3 separate regions of the Zea mays genome follow, and regions 2 and 3 are each linked to region 1. A link is a contact called in public Hi-C data. All regions are on one chromosome and are shown on one strand. Each heading gives the region's core, a stretch centred on a gene start, on an enhancer-like site or on the middle of the called end of the contact. The rest is flanking DNA. Distances are from core to core; before and after follow the strand shown.

Region 1 (2,631 bases), core at 39-2,538:
CAACATTTTCCCCACTATTTGTGTCTCATTCAGAACGAATCCAGCTAACAGATACTACATCTATAATCCCAGTACGCCAAAGAACGTACATATATTTATTGCTAGTGTCTCATTTGTGTCTCACTCATCAAATGGGAAAAGGTGTCAACTGTCAAGAGCCACAAAGCTACCTGTCGTTTTCCCTGAACTAGTCTCTTAATTAGAGTACCAAATGGATGGGATGGTGGCCCAGTCATCAAATTGAAAAAGCCGTAAAAATGCCACAAGGCTACATATCGTTTTCCCCCAAATCAGTATCTTGGTTAGATAATTAGTAGACGGGAACGCCACATATGCAGACATGCTATTAGAAAACTTCTGTGAAGTGGAGAAACTAGTAGTGCAGAACTTTGCCCAAAATATCTACGTGCTCGCCGACTGATTTGCATTACCGTGAAGAAAACAAATGCGACGGAATTATCACTGCGCAACGCCCTGATTCCGAACAAACAGAGCTCAACGACGAGACCAATCCATCTCTGCCTGGCCTGCCAAAGCAATCATCCATACTCCCAGCGCTTCCTCAAGAGAAGCGGCTACAAGAGCCGATTTTCGCTATCCCGATGCTACGACGATTTCCGAACGGGACGACTCCAAGCCGCGATTCCTAGTCCTTATTACAGCGGGCGATTATTAGTCCTTATTACAGCGGGCGGCTTACCTCGCCTCCCTCCCTCCGCGAGACGATGCGGAGGCCGTCCTTGTTGACGCGCAGATCCCCGTCCGTGAACGTCCCGCTGTGCGTCCTGTCCGGAACCCACTCAAAGGTTGAGAGCCCCAGTAAGTAACCAGCGCCGGGCAATTAATTAACCGACAGACAAGGAAAAGGAAGCCAGCGAGGAGGGGGAGCGGAGAAGCGTACAGGAACTTGCCGATGGTGGTCTCGTGGGACGGCAGCGTGAGCTTGATCGGCTTCCGTGGCGTCGCCATCGGAAGTGCGTCCGGCGGCGCCGGGTTCCTCTTCCTCGCCGGGGCTCGGAGGAAGGCGAGGCGAGTGGACGGGCTGGTCGGTCGTGCAGCAGCAGAGCTGGCGGTCTCCTTGGGAAGTGGTTGGCACCTTCTTCTCTTCTCCCCAGCGCAGCTGCGCAGCACTGCAGCGCACTTCCCCTCCCTCTCACTCTCCCTCTCCTTTTGAGGCTCCCCTTTCCTGAACTTGCGTTTACTTTTCCTCCTTGTTGTTCTCAAATCTGAAAGGGCGAGATAATTGGCGTCCGGGCACGTGTTCTACCGGTCAATGCCATTGAAAACCTTGTGCGCGAAAGGAGTGAGAGAGATCCAGACGAGGCGGCTTTGGTGAAGATTGACGATGGGCCAAGGAGGAGGACAAGGGTTGTACATTTGTACTGGGTGAACATCGGCCTGGGATCGTGGGCCCTAAGCTCCTTCTCGACTCTCTATAAAAACGTATCTTTTTAAGAGCTTTGTTTTTCCCCTTGTTATTAGTTTGTAATTAGACTATATTAAACCCTTGTTATTGGCATTCGAATATTGGATGTAAACACAGGCTAAACTTTAGTCAAAACCTTATAAAGAACCAAACATCACTAGTTTTGTTGAGAAAAAAATGGCTTGGCCACCTTTGCTGGGCTGAAGGCCTTGCCTGATGGGTACTTGTCTTGTCTATCTTGTGTAGATCCTGGTCCTGGAAGCGTCAGTCAGTGTGCCCTGGCATGGAGGGCAGCAGATAGCTTTCGTTCGTGGCAGTGACAGGCCCGCGCGATTCCAATCTGCCGCCTCCGTAACACTACGTACGCAGAGCCCATTGGCCATTGCTTTTTTTTTTCTAAACCAATGATTGCAACGTGCTTTTTTTTCTTATTCCCTGTCATTTCTGCAATCGCCAAAATTGGAATGGTATGGATGCCCTAGTAACCATGTTAGCAAAGCATAGCACTTAACAGCAGCAGCAGCAGCCAACAGGGATGGCTCACGCACGGCACGGCCGGACCGGGCTACTGACCTGAGTGACCTCACAAGCGAAACGTCACGGATCCAGCCACCGGAGACTGCTGACTAGCCACGGCCGCTTGGCGACGGATAAGGTAGCCTGGAAAGTTTCCGGCGAGTTTCCGGTCGACGGTGGGATGCGCTGGACAAGCAGGCCCTCCTCGCCGACCCGGGGTCGCCGCTGACCTCTCCGTCGTCCGCATGCCACCTTCAGATTCGACGGCGACGGATGCGACGGCTTGGGCAGCAAGTTGCTTATTACTTGCCCAACGAGTGACAGCTCTGGACTCTAGAGTGGGGAGACCTCGGTGGTGGTCGTGGTGGCGGCGGACGGCGGTGGTGGGATCAGACATCCAGACCGGCCGCCGGCGTCCACGACAAGGTGTCGTCATCATTATCCTCACTTCTCACAACACTAAACTTTTGGCATTTACGTGCCGCCATGTCCCGTCTGTTCAAGTGGCTCACCACCACCACCACCACCACCAGTTAGTTAAATACTCATAGCCAGCATATTCGACGGCAGCGAAGAAAAAGAAAAAAACCATGATGAAAAAAAAGGAGGCAGTCTTATCATTCCACGTGTTGGTGTCACAGGAGACTACTACTGATAGTAGGCGACTTCATCTAACTGCCCAACAAAAC
Region 2 (2,631 bases), core at 61-2,560, 340 kb before region 1:
CTATTCAATGTCATAATCTGGAAGCATCCATAAAGTTTCTTCTTCAAGAATACAAAGAGTCAGAATTCTGCCTTGTCATGTCCAGTATAATATGGCATTTGCAACTAGGACTAAAGGTGAACTGGCCAATTCTTGGTAGCTAGAAAATTAACTGTTCCTGGTCTCAAAAGAAAATCAATTGTGATTTCCAATTGACGTCGGTAGCATGCCGCTCGTAGTCAGAAAATCATGAGATGCAACAAGTTACATCAACTTGGTATGAAACCATCACTTCTCAGTGGATAGTACATTAGTACCTGGCACACTTGAATTGTGCATCTTTCCATTGATGCTTGAGAAGGGCAGCTGCTCCAGCGTCAGGGAAAATGGCAGTAACTTTCTGCAGAACACCAAGTGGTATCAGAAACAGACAAATACATAAATCACAAGAGGTCGAGAGCAACAAATTTGCAAAGTGATAATTGGTAGACTCAAACATCAATTAGAGTGAGAGTGAGGCAATTATAAGTTGGAGAAAGTAAAAGCCATGTCTAATGCTGAAAGCCTGAAACGACCTTGTATCCAAACCTGTCCTGTCTCTTGTACAAGTGTGTCCAGGAAAATCTTTGACAACGCCCAGAGTTCAGCCTGTGCTCCTTCCTCGTTGAGGAATTCCAACTGAGGGATCAGCAGTTCTGCCTGCAATATTGACACCACTAATCGTAAATCGTCAATAATCGTATGGTAAAGATGCCTAATCAGAAGCTCAGCAAAAAGAGAGTACTTCTATAATTATGTCATCATTTATACATTATTACAGCATATACGATTGAGCCGAATTACAGAAGCGACAATATGCATGTGCAGTATGCGCAGCGAGAATCATACGATAGCTCGCATGCCTCCGGAGTTTACGAAATCTGCGCTCGCCTTCCCTGACTGCCGAATCGCGCCCTCCAAATCCGATGGCAAGCAACTGAACCACAGCGAAGGCCGCTTCACAACGTCAGCATCTTTTGTGTTCTCAATTACGCACGAGTTGAGGGTGCAGTGAACCCGACCTGTCGTCCTCCTCCACGGGCTGCGCCAGCCCACCATCCGTCGCGCCCCCCGCCTCCTCGGCCTCCGCCGGGGCGTCGGAGGCGTCGAACTTGCCGAACTTGGCCGAACAAGGTGGCGGCGCCCGGCGAAGGCGCAGCCGCCTCGCTGACGCGTCGAGGGGGAATACGAGATGTAGGGGCGAGAGGCGGCGCCGGAGATGGGTAGGGCAAGCGCGCTGGGGCGAGAGCAGCGGCGCCGTGGTCGCCATTGCTTCGCGCCGCGACCGTGTGTGATGAAGACGTGGCTGGGAGAAGCGCTGCTATGCAGCTCTTTGGATAACGCATAGAAACGGGGTTCCATCAATTTCCCGTCCGATGGAATTTGTGTAAATTAAGTGGCGGTTTTTGATCTGCGCCAGAGTATAATGCAGGAGTTTCTCGTTACAAGCTAAATATGTGCACAACACATCCGTTTAAATGGTAAAATGAGATGATTCGCTCCAACACATATTCACACTTACCTAACAAAAATGACGTACATATTTTTTATTCATACTTTATATTCAAATATAATATAAATATTTTTATAAAAATTTGGGAAAAAATAAAATCGGACCGTGTCGACGTGGTACCTCACGATGATCGGCCTAGGCTAATGCGGGCTTAATGGACAATGGACCATACCGTGCTCAGAAAAGGCTAAGTCCTAACAGGCCATGCAAGGAGAATCCCATTGTTACCATCCTCGCAAATCCTATCTAGACTTTCAACTACTTACTCCAGTGATGTAAGGCGTAGACAGGAGGGAGGGGCCGTAGTGGCTAGGGTTCAATGTCGCTCGAGCCACCTGATGGGAGACTGGCACGACGAAATTGTGTTGTGGTTTATTACTCGACATGTAAAATACATTTATGTAGATTTTATAGTAGATGTGTTAAATTCAGGCATAACGACTGTTTCAAACATAGTACAAATCATTGTAAATGTTTTAACGTGTTTGAACAACTATATCCTTTAAATAATATTTATTTATGTAAAATAGAAACTGTAGCAACACATTAGTACTAGTCTACATGCTCCTGCTAACTCTATGGTCCCAAGGAAAGATTAGAGTTGTTTGGTTTGCTACTTCATTGCCACAGTTTGTCACATCTAAAGTTAGTCAGGTTTGATCAAGTTAGACATGTGTTTAGTTTATAGCCGCAGTTATGACAAAATTTAATTTTCTCCAGCTCCATAGGCATTGTCAATAACATGTAAAAGTATGGCAAAGTTCTCTTAAACGTAGCAAACTGTGGCGCAGAATTTAAACACAGGGCATGTTTAGTTGTGTGCCTAAAGTACCAAAATTGCCACACATTTTCTACCACACTTGCTTAAGGTTAGACACTCAATTTCTACACCACATATTAGGCATGCTTAAGGAAATCTTGCCACACTTTATGGATTATCGAGGACCGGAGCCTACACAAAAGGAGAAAAATCTTGTCATAACTATAGCTACAAATTAAACACACAAACTAAACACACGCCTAGCTCAGTAAAACCTGTCTTACCCTAGGCGTGACAATGTGGCAAGTGAAGTAGCGAACATTTTTAACACCTCAAGTAT
Region 3 (2,631 bases), core at 74-2,573, 280 kb before region 1:
CAGAGGCAATCTTGGCCTATTTTCCAAGGCTTATTTTCCAATCCTCGAAATTCCAAAACACCGAAACTCTCAAAATAGAGGCTTAGGAGCCAACTGGTGCCTGGATTTTCTCGATGATAACCGATGAGCACAGTGATGAACTTAAAACGGATAGAAATAAGTTCACGAAAAACTACAAAAATAAAAAAAAGCTCTTAACTTCAATAGTAATGAAGAATATGCTCGAACTAGAAATATATCAATCAACTAGTGATATGATGGATTTAAAAGGTTCCTGGAGCATGCATGAATCCAAGGAAATAATTGGATCGCAGAACGAACACATAATTGGATCGCAGAAATATATCAATCAACTAGTGATATGAGGCTAAAATAGTGTCATGCACATATATACAATACGTACACATAGGTTTGTGGCAGAGGCCATCACAATTCATCTGAACGTACCGGCCGGGTACAGTAGATTGAAAGCATTTCTTCCTCCGTATCACCAGGCCAGCACCAGCACCAGCACACGGAAAACCTTCAATAACATATGCACAACATCATCATCGTGCATGCATGCATTGCACGGGCAATCTAACCTGCCAAAAATAATAAAACAAAGCTCGTCGATCAGGCACTTGATCGAATTGCGTATCACCATCAGAAAGTTTGAGATGATACGTACAGCAGCTAGCAACCAGGCCAGGCATCGATCCCATCCCATGCCTGTAACTATTTGAGGCTCTTGGAGCTTACAAGTTACAGACGGAACACACATCCACCGATCACTCGTTCATTGGCGACGCTGCTGCTGGCGGAACAGCAGAACGAACCCAGCGGCAGATGTGACGGCCGCCGCGGCCCAGACGCCGACAGCGACCGGCCACGGCGTCGCGACGACGCTCGCAACCTTCCACGCGAACATCACGCTGAGTAGCGTGCAGAGCGCCCAGACCCTGCGCCTGAGCGCTTCCCTGCGTGCAGCCGCCTCCGGCGGCGCCAGCTCGTAGGCGCGCAGGGAGCGCAGCAGAAGCAGGAGCGCGCCGTAGCTGGCGACCACGAACGCCACGGACGGGACGTCCCCTGCCGCCGCCGCGCTGTAGGTGGCTGCGGCGCAGGTCGCGGTGAGAAAGACGGCTCCCGCGCGGCCCAGGCCGCCGCCGCCTCGGGCCGCGGCGTCCACGCCAGCGACTATCTGCTGGTCCTCCTCCATCATCCAAGAGATCGGCCTACTCACGCACGGCTTTGATGCTGGCGTGACTCGTGAACGTCGTGACTCGTGAATTGAATGAAACTACTACAATACTACATTATGAAAGCTTGCTTGCTTGCTTGGGAAGGCAAGGCACGGAACACGCCGCCTAGCTCTCTTGCGTTGGAAGGAAGGGCCTGGCGACTGGGTGCTGACCAAGGAGTACTGCCGTGCCGCGCGCGGTACCAGCGTCTACACGTGGGCCCTTGTCGATCGCTCTTCTTCGGACCGAGGATGATTTGTGGGCCAGCTGAAGACACTGTTTTTGGGCCAACCAGACACAAGGTCCACCTTCCATGGCCTGGAATGGATTTTTCTTTATTTTATAAAGTACCCTAAGTATCGTTATCTTCATTTTAGCTGGTCTGGTTCGCCGTCGCCGGCGCAGTAAAGAAGACCGTGTGTTCATATATACTAGTGACAGCAGGTTCTTCATGTGGTGCTCCCCCAATCCCTCGCACCAACTCTCTGTACCGAGGGGCAAGGGAAGAAGAAAGGGAGGGCTGCGGATTCGCCAAGCCCGACACGAGAGCGCGCATATTTATACTCCAGTGGTCGCATTAGGCTGGCGATAAAATCGCAACAACCCCAACGTGGTTACGGCTCACGGCCTTCGGTTGGGATTCGGTGGAGCATGCGTCCTGTGAACAGAACCTGGAATGGACGGAGGAGCAAGATGCGTCCGACAAGGCAGGCCCGCGCGCCGGTGAGGTGACGACTGACGAGGGCGGGGGGGGGGGGGGGGGGGGGGGGGGGGGGGGGTTCCACCTTTCGGTGAAACAAATGCGAGTGAGCGGCTGGAGGGACTGGCCGGACTGTCGTGCGGCCCCACTGGTCGGATGACTGGGAGCGGCGCACGCGATAGGGGGGGTGGGGTGCAGAAGGAGTAGTGGGCCGCGGAGTAGGAGTACACGGGCCAACTGGCCACATTAGGCCCAAAACCGAGACTGCTCCCATATCCTTTTTCATTTTATTTTCTATCCTCCTTTTACCCATTTTCAGATTTCAAACTGAATTTAAATTCATATTTGAACTTCGAATTCCTAGATATCAAACACAATTCTCACCTGAATAATACTTTTATTTCTTGTAATTTATTTATTTATTATCTATTCTCCTTCCCATTATTTAATTCTAGCAATAGTAAATGACTTTAATATAATTTTCTTTCGCTTTTCTTATTTCCCCTTCTATTTCAAATTCTACTTTTCAAACTTAACTTGTCTACAAAAATTGAGTACAAATGCAAACACACAAGAATTCCAGCATGATATGCATTTTTTTACATTTATTTATTTGTTATTTAACCAATATAATTCCATTAACTGAATATGCACAAATAAAACAAAATCAAATGATCTCCAAAGGTTCCATAATCTCAAGTCACTACATAA

Evidence for each region. A called contact is a pair of places that touch in the nucleus more often than the background predicts.
Region 2: a contact with region 1 is called in a Hi-C map of ear, with 4 times the contacts expected there. The contact joins the promoter of LOC100279441 here to the promoter of LOC100194322 in region 1. A contact is called at or near these places in 13 of 25 Hi-C or Micro-C datasets (bundle sheath, ear, endosperm and 3 more) and 1 of 3 datasets of contacts at active chromatin or transcription factors (leaf).
Region 3: a contact with region 1 is called in a Hi-C map of leaf mesophyll, with 6 times the contacts expected there. The contact joins the promoter of LOC100276702 here to the promoter of LOC100194322 in region 1. A contact is called at or near these places in 9 of 25 Hi-C or Micro-C datasets (bundle sheath, ear, endosperm and 4 more).

Annotation. Positions count from the first base shown.
Region 1 is chr9:21,434,982-21,437,612 of Zm-B73-REFERENCE-NAM-5.0, reverse strand. LOC100194322 reads right to left here and starts at 1,288. Exons shown (of 9, transcript NM_001359457.1): 1 at 902-1,288; 2 at 701-785. The coding sequence starts at 969. It overlaps LOC100281884, which reads right to left. Exons shown (of 6, transcript NM_001154804.2): 6 at 2,539-2,631.
Region 2 is chr9:21,775,885-21,778,515 of Zm-B73-REFERENCE-NAM-5.0, reverse strand. It overlaps LOC100279441 (DUF1995 domain protein), which reads right to left and starts at 1,310. Exons shown (of 9, transcript NM_001152448.1): 1 at 1,041-1,310; 2 at 868-955; 3 at 568-678; 4 at 297-379. The coding sequence starts at 1,288.
Region 3 is chr9:21,710,317-21,712,947 of Zm-B73-REFERENCE-NAM-5.0, reverse strand. It overlaps LOC100276702, which reads right to left and starts at 1,323. Exons shown (of 2, transcript NM_001350801.1): 1 at 742-1,323; 2 at 285-584. The coding sequence starts at 1,201. The coding sequence ends at 779.